2 separate regions of the Oryctolagus cuniculus genome follow, and region 1 is linked to region 2. The links are chromatin contacts, called in public Micro-C maps. All regions are on one chromosome and are shown on one strand. The core of a region is the stretch at or near the end of the contact, and the rest is flanking DNA. Distances in the headings are between cores, read along the strand shown. Region 1 overlaps TMOD3 (tropomodulin 3). Region 2 holds the start of TMOD3 (tropomodulin 3).

Region 1 (6,890 bases), core at 1,474-3,973, 42 kb before region 2:
CTGCTAATGCATCTGGGAAAGCATTTGGGCCCTTGGACTCACATGGCAGACCTGGATGAGTACCTGGTTCTTGGCCTGGGCCTGTCCCAGCCTTGGTCATTGTAGCCATTTACAGAGTGAACTAGCGGGCAGAAGATGGCTGGCTGGCTGACTTGCTCTCTCTCACTATGCCTTTCAAATATATAAATCTCAAAAAAAGAAAGAAACTGTTTCCAAGGAACTGTACTGTTGTCCCAGAATGAAACTCAGGAATATTTATGGGAATACCAATATATCCATCACCCAAAAGTCAAAATGTCTGCTACCCAATAAAAAATTACCTGACTCTAAACACAGATGATAAACCAGCAGGCAAGGACATTAAAACAATTGTTGGGCCGGCGCCGCGGCTCACTAGACTAATCCTCCGCCTTGCAGCGCCGGCACACCAGGTTCTAGTCCCGGTCGGGGCGCCGGATTCTGTCCCGGTTGCCCCTCTTCCAGGCCAGCTCTCTGCTGTGGCCAGGGAGTGCAGTGGAGGATGGCCCAAGTGCTTGGGCCCTGCACCCCATGGGAGACCAGGAGAAGCACTTGGCTCCTGCCTTCGGATCAGCGTGGTGCGCCGGTTGCAGCGCGCCGGCCACGGTGGCCATTGGAGGGTGAACCAACGGCAAAGGAAGACCTTTCTCTCTGTCTCTCTCTCACTGTCCACTCTGCCTGTCAAAAAAAATAAAAAAACAATTGTTGTATGTTCAAGTATTTAAATAGAGACTATTTTTTAATATTTATTTTCATCTTTTTGAAAGGCAGAGTGATACAGAGAAAGAGAAAGAGAGAAATATCTTCCATCTGCTGGTTCATTTCCCAAATGCCCGAAAATAAAGTCTGGGCCAGGCTACAGACAGAAACTACATCCAGGTCTCTCATGTGAATAGGCAGCAGGGGCCCAAGCACTTGGACCACCATTTGCTGCCTTCTCCAGCAGGGAGCTGGATCAGAAATGGAGCAGCCAGCGTTGAACCAGCACTCTGATACGGAACCCAGGCATTGTAAACAGCAACCTAAATCACTGCCACAATGTCCACCCTCAAAGATTTTTTTTTTTTTTTTTTTTACAGGCAGAGTGGACAGTGAGAGAGAGAGACAGAGAGAAAGGTCTTCCTTTGCTGTTGGTTCACCCTCCAATGGCCGCCGCGGCCAGCGCACCGCGCTGATCCGATGGCAGGAGCCAGGTACTTCTCCTGGTCTCCCATGCGGGTGCAGGGCCCAAGCACTTGGGCCATCCTCCACTGCACTCCCTGGCCACAGCAGAGAGCTGGCCTGGAAGAGGGGCAACCGGGACAGAATCTGGCGCCCCGACCGGGACTAGAACCTGGTGTGCCGGCACCGCAAGGTGGAGGATTAGCCTAGTGAGCCGCGGTGCCGGCCTAAAGATTTTTTTAAAAGAGGAAAAAAAGGAACAAAGAACATGAGACAAATAGGAAAGACATACCATGTTAACATTTATCAAAAGAAAGCAAGATTGGCTTTAATATCAAAGTAGATCTTAGACCAATGAATATTACCAGGGATAAAAAAGGTCATTTCATAAAAACAAAGATAATTCATCAAGAGGACACAATAATCCTTTAAAACGCTAATAAGAGAGCCTCACAGCATACAATTCTGAAACAATTCAAAGCAGGACTCTATGGTATGTAAATCATATACAGAAATGCTGGAGGGAAAGGACTATTCAAAGTGAGTATGGCTAACCAGGGAGTTTCCCATAAAACAGGGTCTTAACACAAGTGACAGAGTATTCATCTGGGTAACTCCTCACCCAAAAGGGGTAAAGAGTGAATTACCTGGGGCCTCTGTGTGGCACAGCAGGCAAAGCTGCTGCCTGCAAGGCCGGCATCCCACATGGATGTGCTTTGTGTCCTGGCTGTTCCACTTCCAATCCCACTCCCTGCTAACAGCTAAGAAAAGCAGTGGAAGACAGTCCATGTGCTTGGACCCCTGCCACTCATCTGGGAGACCTGGATGAAGCTTCTGGTTTTAGCCGGGCCCAGCCCTGGTTATTGTAGCCATCTGGGAATGAACCCAGAACTCTGTTTGTCCCTCTCTCTCTGCAACTCTTTCAAATAAATAAATAAATCTTTTAAATTTATTTTTAAAAAGTGAATTATTCAAAAGCCATAGCGTACTATCTAAAAAGGAGATGCTAACATCTGCATGGCTAATTTAAGCAGTCCATTTCAATTATCTGCTTCAGTGCTTGGGGAAACCATTTTTCAGAGGTATACAAGGAACATTCAGGACTCATAAATATAACCAAAAATATAAGAGCCAATTTTTATTTAGAATTTAGTGGAAACCAAATGCTTACTGGCAGTTAGGTAATACTGATTTAGGCAGTTTCTAATCATGATCTTTCTGGCTTAATAAAGCATCATTGAAGAAATCATGCATTCATACGTAAGGTGCGGGAGACTCTTTTAGAACAAGAGTGACTACCAGAAGATTTCTGGAATGTGAAGGTAATTGTAAAAAAGTAAATTGGAAAGCCTATGAGAAGTTCTCAGTTAAAGGCAATCTGGTTAAACTCACCTTTAAAAAAGGGTAGGGCATGCAGGATTCTTGGCAATGAACCCAGGGACATTCCATTTTCAGGGTGGGGAAGGTAAAAACAGCACAAAGAAAAGTCTAGAAGTTTAGATGGCTCTACTCCAAGATCCAAGAAGGAGAACAGTGCTCTGTGAGGAAGGGAGGGGCCCAGCCTGGGTGAGTCAGTAGTTCAAATGGGTTAGATGGCACACCTATGCATACACACTGCCTAACATGCAGCCATGCCTGGTCTATCTGTGAAATAAGAGGCACTGGAAAAAAAATCTTAGTCTAGGTGAAGATGAAGTATGATGGGGAGGAACAGTGTGGAGGAGTTCCAGACAAGCAAAGTGAAGCAAAACAAATCAAGAGGTACTAAGAAATATTAAAGGCTGGGCAAACATTTGTCCCAGTGACAAACTCATGGCAAAATGATGCCTTATCTCTGATACAGAATGCTCATGACATGTAAAAACAGGATTATAATCAGCTACACAGTCAGCACCATGTGCATTTTTACTGTTCTCAGGACCAAGAAAGATCTGATGAATATTCTCCTTCACCCTTGTCTGGTCTACGTCTCAGTCATACATTTCGCAAAATTTCAAAGAGAAACAGGTAAAAAGCTGCACTTTTCCAACACTTTAACATTATATCTTCAAGTAAGAGGATCATACTATATATTGAAATTGTATTGTTTTACTTTTATTAGTTTCTCAAATTTTAAAAACAGTAGACTCGTAAGACATCTTATGGATCTTGATCCATAAGATCACTTGATAGTATGATGCCACTCCTACCATGAGCTTATGTAATTAAGATGAATTTAACATTTTTGTAGTAAAGACACCATTTGCAATGCCTACATCCCTTGTTGGAGTGCAGGTTCAAGTTCCAGATGCTCTGCTGACAATCCAGCTTCCTGCAAATGTACCCTAGGAGGCAGCAGACAGCTGACAGCTCAAGTACTTTGGATCCTGCTACCCAACTGGAAGACCTGGGTTGAATTCCAGGTTCCTGGCTTTGGCCTAGCCCAGCCTTGCCTATTGCAGGATCCTATACATAATAACTTCTAAGTGTCCTTGGCCTATCAGTTTTTTAAAATCATTTCTGAGACAATCTAAAGAAAAACTGACATGAATATATTGTTTTTGTTTTTGCCCAAAAGAAAAAAATCCCAAAATGTCCAATTTTCAGTTTTATGGGAGATGGAGTTCTGGGCTCCTGGGTGGAAGATCTCTAACTGCCTTTCAAATAAAATAAAATAATTTTTAAATAAAAATTTTTAAAAAATTACAATGTGATTTTGGCATATAATCTGGAAGGAGTTCAAGGAACTTGGTGATATTACTGTAACATTCTCTGGTTCAGAAAACTCAAACTGCCATCAAGTACTGAATTCTAGGGCCAGTAATCTTGTATGAAAATCATTTAGTTTAGAGATCAATACACATATCATTAATTCTAAATTGCCCAATACATCAAAAAAGTTAAATGTTTCTGTTTATCTACCAAGGTAGATTTGCGAACTGTTTTATGAAAAACTAGGAGGACCTCTACTATATGGACAAATATTCTCAATCTGAAAGTCTGTTTTCTCCAAAATAAGCTATTAAGTAAAAATGTGGGAAACAATCCAGGTGATCAGGACAAAGAGTCATGGGCAAGGCATCTTATGAAAATAAGCTTTCAGATTTTTGAAGTAAAGGAAAGGTTTCACATTTATCATGAAGAGGCATACAAGGAACAAGAATGCCAATAAGATGTAGCTGGATTAATCCAAGGATCTCCTACGTGATCAGGATACTGGAGATAAGATGTAAGAAAGCAATGCATATTAGAGACCAAGGATAACAAAACTGATTTAAGGACGAGAGTCTAGGGTGGATTTGAGAATACTGCAGCTGCTTTTTTACTTTATTTCAAAGCAGAGCTCTCTATAGCCAAGTTCCTCAATTTCTCAAGAGGAATTTGTTCCTCTTCAGGTCTATGGCATTGTGATATGGCTTATAAAGTTGACTCTGTCCGGTTTGGTAGCATTTGCTTTCATCAGATGGATTGCTGAAACTCATGTCTGTGGTTCTGGGCTGGTCCTCCATGCCAGAATGGCCATCTCTTGTTTGGTAATAATCACTCATCTGACCCTTCACAGTGATTTCATTGTACCTATTAACAAGTCTGGTCCTCACATGACAGCAAAGCAAATGCCCAAACCATATGATTTCATTATTATATAACGTTCAAGGCAGGCATAATTCATCTACTATATTAGAAACTATGTTGGTGGTTATCTTTGAAAAAGGAAAGGAAAAAGGAATTGGCGTGAATTGAGGTGTTCTAGAGATGCAGATGTTTTGACTGGAGAGCTGATTACAAAACTATGTTCACTTCATAGTTTGTCATGTACTTACCACTTGTGCATTTTCTATAGGAAATAAAAATGGCATGGTCTTTTTTAAAAATATCTTATTTATTTATTTCAAAGGTAGAATTACAGAGAGGCAGAGGCAGAGAGAGAGAAAGAGAGAGATCTTCCATCACTCCCCAATGGTGGAAATGGCTGGAGCTTCGCTGATCCGAATCTAGGAGCCAGGAGCTTCTTCCAGGTCTCCCAAGTGGGTGCATGGGCCCAAGGACTTGAGCCATCCTCTACTGCTTTCCCAGGCCATAGCAGAGCGCTGGATGGGAAGTGGAGCAGCCAGGACTCAAACCAGTGCCCATATGGGATGCTAGCACTGCAGGCAGCAGCTTTACCCGCTACGCCACAGCATGTGCCCCATGGCATGGTCTTAAACATCATACTACCCAGAAACAGTACTTAGCAGGTAAACATAGCTAAAATGCATGTAGTAAAAATACTGAATGTGTTATAAAATGAAAAACTACTGTCCATGAATGAAAAATTATTTCTTTTATAACTACTCCATTTATTTCTTATCCACCTAAAACTTAAATAAGACACTCATATTCTCTACTGCAGTACCTGGGTTTAATTTCCATCTATTCCACTTCCAATCCAGCTTTCTGCTAATTCATACCCAGGGAGACCAGATGATAGCTCAAATACTTGGGTTCCTACTACCCATGTGGGAGAACTGGACTTCTGGGCTCCTGGCTTTGGCCTGGCCCATCCCCAGGTGTTACAGGCATTTGGGGAGTGAACCAGCAGATGGAAGCTGTCTCTTTCTGTCTCCTTGCCTTTCAAGTAAAGAGAAAATAAATAAATAATTTAAATATAATAATAAATCCAAGGACTCTGAGTAAAGCAGATAATCTTCCAAAACACAGGTGGGCCTCATTCAATGAGGTACAATTCTGGGTAGAATAGTCTGATCTTACCTACCATGTAAGAAAAAATTCTGTCAGTTGACTGCCTTTAGACATGAACTGTAGCTCTCCACTGGGCTTCCAGCCTGCTGGATTTTATATTTTTATCTAAAGCCTTCATGGCTATGAGAGCCAATTCTTTAACTTAATCTCAATCTCAATCTCTCTCTCTTCACATCCTGCTAGTTCTGTTCCTCTGGAGAAACCTAACGACAAGTAGCAGAGGCAGTGATCCTCAACCACACATGAAGGGGAGTTAGAATCTAAGCAAGGAGCACAGGAGCTGCAGTGATAAATACTTCTGAAAAAGCCTGATGCAGACCTGTGCATTACTGACCAACAATCAGCCTTGGCATGGCTCCAGAATGAAATGAGAATTTTCCAGCTTCCCTTGCAGCTAAAGAGTGGCTACTGCAACACAGTGCTGGTCAAATTCTTGAGAAGAACTTCTTTCCCAAATAAGAAGCCAAAGTCTCAAAAGGAGAATGAAGACACTGCACTCCAATCCACTTTTCCTGCCTAGAACACTGTAATTCAGATGTAAAAACAGGGCCTGGAAGAGCTGGTGTGTGGCTGTGTTACTGCTTGCCACCACTTGCCAGGACTTGTACCTCTCATCCCAAACAAGACTACAGGCAAAAGTTGGCTTTCTAGGTCAACCTGTATTCTGCCCAGTTATGAAAGTGGAGGGACTGACACTGTAAGTCACATACAGAATTTTCAAAAATAGAGCTGTGTTCAGTCTGCACTGAGGATATGTAAGATCAGACACTGTAATGGGTGGGGCTTGGACTAAAAACAATTCCTGAAAGCAATGATCAGGAAGCACTAGCGATTACAATCATGAATCACTAGGGAAGGCTGCAGCACATCTTTGAAAATATGGCATGACAATTTCTGCTTTACAGACAGGATCAGAGCTGAGCAGTGCTTTGCTTTCTCTGTACTCTGTAATACACCAACAGATTTAAAACTTCATCTCAGCACGCTTCCAG
Region 2 (6,546 bases), core at 3,443-5,942:
TTGTGTTAAGTCTGAGGCTAGGCAAAACAAATCCATGGTGTCAGATATCTATAGTCAGAAAGTGGTTGCCTTTGGAGAAGACGACGAGGGCAATGGCTGGAAAGCGACCTTTCAAAGGGTGGTAGCCAAAGAGTTTTCTGTCTTGTTCTGGTCACTGAAGATATGTGCATTTTATTCAATGCTAATCACATCTCAACAACAACAAAAAAAAATTAACCTGCTTCAAGATGCAGGTTAATGATCATTTCAAATACAATTCTAGAATACTACACATGCATTTTTAATTATTTATCACTTCAGGTTATTCAGGCCTCTATTCTTGAATTAGTATAAATAACCTGATGGACTAGACAGAAACAGATCTAAGAATGCATGTTCATTTATTTACAATTTTACATAAATAGCAAATCAATTATTTGTAACTTTAATAAGCACCCAATAGACTGTTATAGATCTAGCTGAATTTTCTTTTTTCTTTGAAGATTTTATTTATTGGAAAGGCAGAGTGGCCAAAGTCAGAAGCCTGGAACTCCAACCTCATCTGCAGGGGCCCAAGTACTCTGGCCATCTTCTGCTTTCCCAGGCACATCAGCAGGGAGCTGGATCAAAGCTGGAGCTGGTCCTTTGCCCAGCACCTGGGATCTCCAAACCTGGGGAGGAATTTGCTAATTTACTCTCTACAGATCCTTTGGTCCTACAGGAGGAAGAGGGGAAGGAAAAAGCTAAACCCCTTTTTTTTTTTTATAAACGCTTGATCAGCTTTCTGCTCCCTGCTGAGCCGCCCGCCTGGCCTGCCCAGGTGCATTCTCTCCATACAACCCTGTACCCTTGCTTTCCCCCGGTCCAAGTGACTGGGCACTCTCTGCCCCTACCGTTCTGATGGATGCCCTATCCCCAATAAAACCTTAATACTCTGGAGAAAAGAAAAAAAAAAAAAAAAAAGAACTGGAGCTGGGACTCAGAACTTGAGGTGTCGCAAGCAGTGGCTTAACTCACTGTGCAACAACACCGGCCCCAACTGTTTCCTGTATGTCCCTCTCAGTATGATTTTATATTTGCGATGATAAAGAATCTGACAGAACTGAGAAAGCACCTAGGTCAAGCATCAGCAAGGAAGGTGGATGGCGGGAGGATGACAGTGCTGTGACTATTATTACAGCCAAGAGAACAATGCCCTCCCCACCCATCCTAATCAAGAGAGCCCAAGCATGTTTAAAATTTAACAGCAATTAAAAAGCCTAAGAGTAGCTTGCCCATTAATTTGATTCATAGAAGATAATGGTAACACAGCCTCAACAGCAATAGCAGTGTCCCTAAGACTGACATGGAAAACCTACTAAACCTATTTTTCCCTCCTGTCTTCTCTCACCCTCCCTACGCTGGTCTCTAGCCAGGTATATTCTCATTGCCGCTGCCTCCTGTCCTCCCTGTGATATTGTCCAGATCTAACTGATTTTCATGTACCCAGCTCTTCTCAGGTTCCAAACAGAGTAAGTTTACAAAATTTACTGTACACTATGTAAATGTGTCACACGCACTCCAGCAGCATAGAGGTCAACCACGGAGAACACAGATGAACACTGAATGGAAAATAGACTGACTTCATTTGTTTCCCACCCCTACAACTGAGAAGGATCTCTCCTTCTAAACATCTACATGTTTTTATTCCCTACAAATGGCTCCTCCAAGTGCTCTGAATGAGAAGCAAATACATATGCCTAATCTCAGAGTAAGCTCCCAGACAGGATCACCTAAGACATAAGACAGTGCCTTGTAATGGATGGGGTAAAATATATACTTGAATCACTCTGACTGCAAACAACTGGGACAGAAGAGGACAGGGGGAAAACAGCTGAGAGGATACAACAATGAGAAACAAAGGAGAAAAAAGAGGAAAAACAAGTTGTGAAGGCAACTGTCTTTGTTAAAGTAAATAGGATCATTTTCTTTTTTTTTTTTTTTTTTTGGACAGGCAAAATTAGAGAGAAAGAGACAAAGAGAAAGGTCTTCCTTTTCTGTTGGTTCACCCCCCAAATGGAGCTGCGCCGATCGGAAGCCAGGAGCCAGGTGCTTCCTCCCAGTTTCCCATGCGGGTGCAGGGCCCAAGCACCTGGGCCATTCTCCACTGCCTTCCCGGGCCACAGCAGAGAGCTGGACTGGAAGAGGAGCAACCGGGACAGAATTTGGCGCCCTGACCGGGACTAGAACCTGGGGTGCCGGTCCCGCAGGCGGAGGATTAGCCTAGTAAGCTGCGGCGCCAGCCTAGGATCATTTTCAAAAGTTGAGTAAGACAGTTATCAGCACTGGCCTTTAAATAATCCTTATAAACACCTTAAGATGTCTTGCAAAAAAATTTATTTATTTGAAAGGCAGAGCGACAGACATAGGGAGGGAGAGAGAGATCTTCGATCCACGGTTCACTCTCCCCAAATGCCCACAACATCTGGGTAAGGCTGTGTCAAAGCCAGAAATTCCATCCCAGTCCCCCACAGGTGTGGCAAGAACCCAAGTACCTGCGCCATCATCTGCTGCCTCCCAGGCGCGTGAGCAGGAAGATGGATCACAAGTGCAGAGTAGCCGGGACTCTAATCTGAACTTCAACACAGAATGTGGGCGGCCCAAGAAGCAGCTAAGCCCGCTGCACCACTCGCTTGTGCCTAAATTATCTTCAGAATTATCTCCCCACTCCTGGAAGTGTGCTCCCTGGCAGCACCCCCCCCCCAGGGATCAGCTTTAGGGTCCCACTTCAACACTACAAGGCCCTGAGTGATTTATACACGCTGAGTTCAAAAGGCGTCACAGCAACAGTCGCGTCCTTTCGGCAGGATGAGCTGCGTTTTATTTAAAGGGGTCAGTAGTCGAGGCTTGAAAAACCTTTGATTAGAGTGAAACCATTACCTGTAATTGTAATGGGATTTGACCTGTATGTTTTTAACTTCAGGTGAAATTATTAATTACAGAGTAATTTGGCCTGCTGGGCTAACCACAGAACACAGAAATTAGTCATAAAAATGTGATTAGAGACAATTGAGCAGTATGTCAGTAAGAACCACGAGAATTCATATTTGTTCCTTCTTGCCTAGAACAGGCTTGGAATGACCTAGGTGGCCAATATTTCCTGAATGAATCAAATGAATAAATTTTTAAAAATCAAAGATACTATGGACTGTAATCAATCTTGGGGTTATCTGGCCCAACTACCTCATTTTAAAGATGAACAAACTAGAAATACTGAGAGGTGCAACAGCGACAAAGCTTAAAGAGCTACAGTACCCTGGAGCTCACAGCTTCCCTTTTTGTCCCTTTGGCAGGAATGTGTTAAAGGAGATTCGAGGTTTCAAAGAAGCGCTAGGGAGAAAAAGTACTTGGGACCAGAAGAAACTTGCAAGAGTCAATGAGCCTGGGCTAAGCTGTTTTCGTAAGCCTAATAAATGTTTGAAAGGCCAATTAATTCATCAATTTAATCTGCCGAAAAATTAATCTGAATGGTTCTCAGCAAAAAGAAACACGAGCTGCATGACAATGTTACAAACGGAGGGAGCCGGCACAGAACTAACCGAAATCTCCACGGGCTTATTTCCTGTTGAAGTATGACCTCCTGGGGTAAGTTTTACTGCAGTATTCATTACCAGATGACTTTTGGTTTTAAGAGAAGCCAAGGGCAAGTTGGAAATGCGATTCTTAACTAAACATTAAAAAAAAGAAGAAGAACGAAGCAAAGAACTTGCGGCTGTTTCCCATTTCTGTTTGTAATCAGAATGCTGGCTTGCGGAGCAAATGCAGCAACCTCTGTAAGCAAAAAAATGTAACAACCCAGTCACGTCCTCAAAACACATCCACACACAAACTTCGCAGCCGGATCCAGCTGTGCTGCAAGGGAGCCAGGAATTTATTCTAAGACAGAGGACAGAGCTCAAAACCGAGAACGCAAGACGAGCCAGATTTCAATCACGAAAAGGGTGTGCCCCAGGCTTTTTGCTTTCTCCCTCCTTCCAACTTTCAACCAACCGCAGCCTTTGAAGGAGTCTTGGGGAGAAACCCTTTTAAGACGATTGTCCCTCGAGAAACGCCTGGGCCGGCGGGAAGGGGCGAGTGGGGCACGGTAGGGCGCAAGGAGCTTCCCGGCCAGCGCAGGGCAGGGCAGGGCAGGGCCGGTCCCGAACCCGGGGAGGCTGGGCCCCGAGTGATTCATCCTCGTCTGGGTTCGCGCGCCTCGATCTGCAGGCAACGCCCGGCGCGCCCCCTCGGCCCCAACCCGGGCTGGTTCGCCCGAAGCGGCCCCCTGCTCCGGGAGAGGGGCCAGTAGGAAAGCTGACCGCAGCCGGACGGCTGGGAGGCTGCACCCTCTCTGTCTTCAGCCACCATGGCCGGTGTGACTCCCTGGCCGCGCCTTCAGACGGACTTCCTGGAAAGCACCGTGCTGAGCTTACCTGACGCGCCGCTGCGGCCACCGACCTCCTTCACGGACCCGCGGGAACTGCCGGCAGCCAGCCGCCGCTCGGTTCCCAGCAACGGCCGGTCCGCCTGCGTCCGCCTCCCAGGGAGTTGCCGGATCCAGCCGCCAGCGGCTCCCCCACTACGACCGCACTGTCGGTGCCGCTGACTCCCCCTCCGCCGCCGCGCCGCGCATGCGTGAGACAATGGCGCGCGGCAGCCTGGGAATTGTAGTTCGAGAGAGGCAGGCGCGGCGGCCCGCCAACCCGGCTCTTTGACAATGGCAGGACGTCGGAAGAGGCTGCAGTTGGCTAGCCTCTGCTCTGCCTGAGATCACGGCTCTCCGCTGGTGGAAACACCTACCCTCGACGCTCTGGAAGCAAGAAACGGCGTCCAGAAGCTCCTTGGTATAGAACTTTGACCTTTTGTAAAGAGGCACGCAGGGCAGGGTTTGTATTGGCCCCTTGCTTACTAATACGAGGATATGACATCAGCCCTTTAAACTTGCCACGAAAGACAGAGAAAGGCAAACACATAAAAATCTAAGGCCAAAGATCCAAGAGGGTCATAACTTAAGGGATGGGGATGTCCCTGTCTCCTCTGCCTGTTTCTGCCCCGTCCTACCCTCCCATCCCAACTTCCAGCTCAGCACCTACAGTGGAACTGGTCTGATGTGGGTGGGAAGGAGAAAATAGAAGTGGTTGTTCAGGGGGACCGGCTGGTCTTGGGGTGGGGGCGCGGCAGGAGCAGGGGGGGGCGCGGGGATGGGGTGGAGAGAGACAAAAGGAATGGGAACCCCTCAGGGACACCTGCCCGGTAGCCCAAGCAGTGGCTTCCTTTGCGCAGGCTCTGGGAGGGAACAGCGCCATCCTTCCATTCCTTCATCTAAACTCCTCGCTGGGAATCTTCCTGGTCAGGAGTAGACCATCCCTAGCAGCAGTGCTCAGCTTTGGTGCACCTTCCAAAAATGCAGCAAGCAAGCAGAATGCAGTGCCTGCCTGAGGTACATTCCAGCTACACCCAGCAAGGGAGCCGCCCAGCAGTTAAACCTCTCCTGGCATGTACCTCTTCCCCTCCGAGCAGGGAGCACCCTTGGTAGAGTAAACACCCTGGAATTTCACGCAATTTTTACCCACTAATTCCAGCAATGAAGATCATTGGTGATTTGGGTTTTTAAGGAAAAAAAATCCTTTTAAAAATATAAATACTTGTGTGCTCTTTAAAGACAATGTTAATTCTATGACCATTGCATTTTGTTTCCTATAGCATCTTAGAGTGCATCAGTGTCTCAAATATTCCTGGAGATAATGGCTTTCTGAGAGCCATTTTCTACAGAACTGATGTTCGGTGACTATTTATTGAATACTTCATACATACCAAGCATCGTGCCAGCACTTCATTTGCTATCTCATCCAATCCTCAAACCAACCTTAAAAAGAATAAATGGGTGTCTGAAGAAACTAAGACTTGGAAAACTTGAGTAATTGGCACAAAGTCCTACAGCTTGTAAATGGAGATTCAGAAATGAAGGCCAGGCATCTTGACTTGAATTCCAGCGTTTTCTATTCCTGATGAGACGAATGTGTCTCCTAAATCCTATCAAATTCTTTAAAGTAAGACCATCTGTGACATGTCCCAGGAACATGAAAAAACCTAACACACCTGGCAGAGAGGATACTCTGAATGGGTGAGTTGACAGTTCCATATTTTACTGTAAGTTTGTATCTAACTTATTCTGCTTTACCAGCAAGTTTCTTGCAAATCCGTACTGTACCTCTGTGACATCACTCCTGGGGACACTGACAAAGTGGGTCCCCTTAAGTCAGGCAAAGGTCCATGGCCATCCTGGTGCAGTTTATTGCAAGGATGTTCCTTTGTGACATGGCTTCTTTTACTTTGCTTTTAAGTCAGTGTCTGACTGATATTAATCTATGACACCCCCCACCCTGATTTTCCAATACACAATGGTAGGCATCTATTTTAGCTATTAATTTTTTTTTTTTTGACAGGCAGAGTGGACAGTGAGAGAGACAGAGAGAAAGGTCTTCCTTTTCTGTTGGTTCACCCTCCAATGGCCGCTGTGGCCAGCGTACCGCGCTGATCCGAAGCCAG

What was found. Hi-C and Micro-C count contacts between places; a contact is called where the count stands out from the background.
Region 1: a contact with region 2 is called in a Micro-C map of ear pinna, with 2.1 times the contacts expected there. The contact joins the enhancer-like site here to the promoter of TMOD3 in region 2. A contact is called at or near these places in 2 of 6 Hi-C or Micro-C datasets (ear pinna and psoas muscle).

The regions. Positions count from the first base shown.
Region 1 is chr12:74,568,309-74,575,198 of mOryCun1.1, reverse strand. All of the region lies in intron 4 of TMOD3 (tropomodulin 3), which reads right to left. Among named protein-coding and RNA genes, the nearest start is that of TMOD3, 41 kb to the right of the region's middle. Within about 2 kb of position 2,723, at least 2 of the 8 cell types and tissues checked have an H3K27ac peak or open chromatin away from gene starts, as enhancers often do. A contact at or near this core is called in ear pinna, where this site is marked.
Region 2 is chr12:74,529,044-74,535,589 of mOryCun1.1, reverse strand. TMOD3 (tropomodulin 3) reads right to left here and starts at 4,692. Exons shown (of 11, transcript XM_008268998.4): 1 at 4,431-4,692. It overlaps LOC108178256 (a long non-coding RNA gene), which reads left to right and starts at 4,702. Exons shown (of 3, transcript XR_001794987.3): 1 at 4,702-4,841; 2 at 5,701-6,121.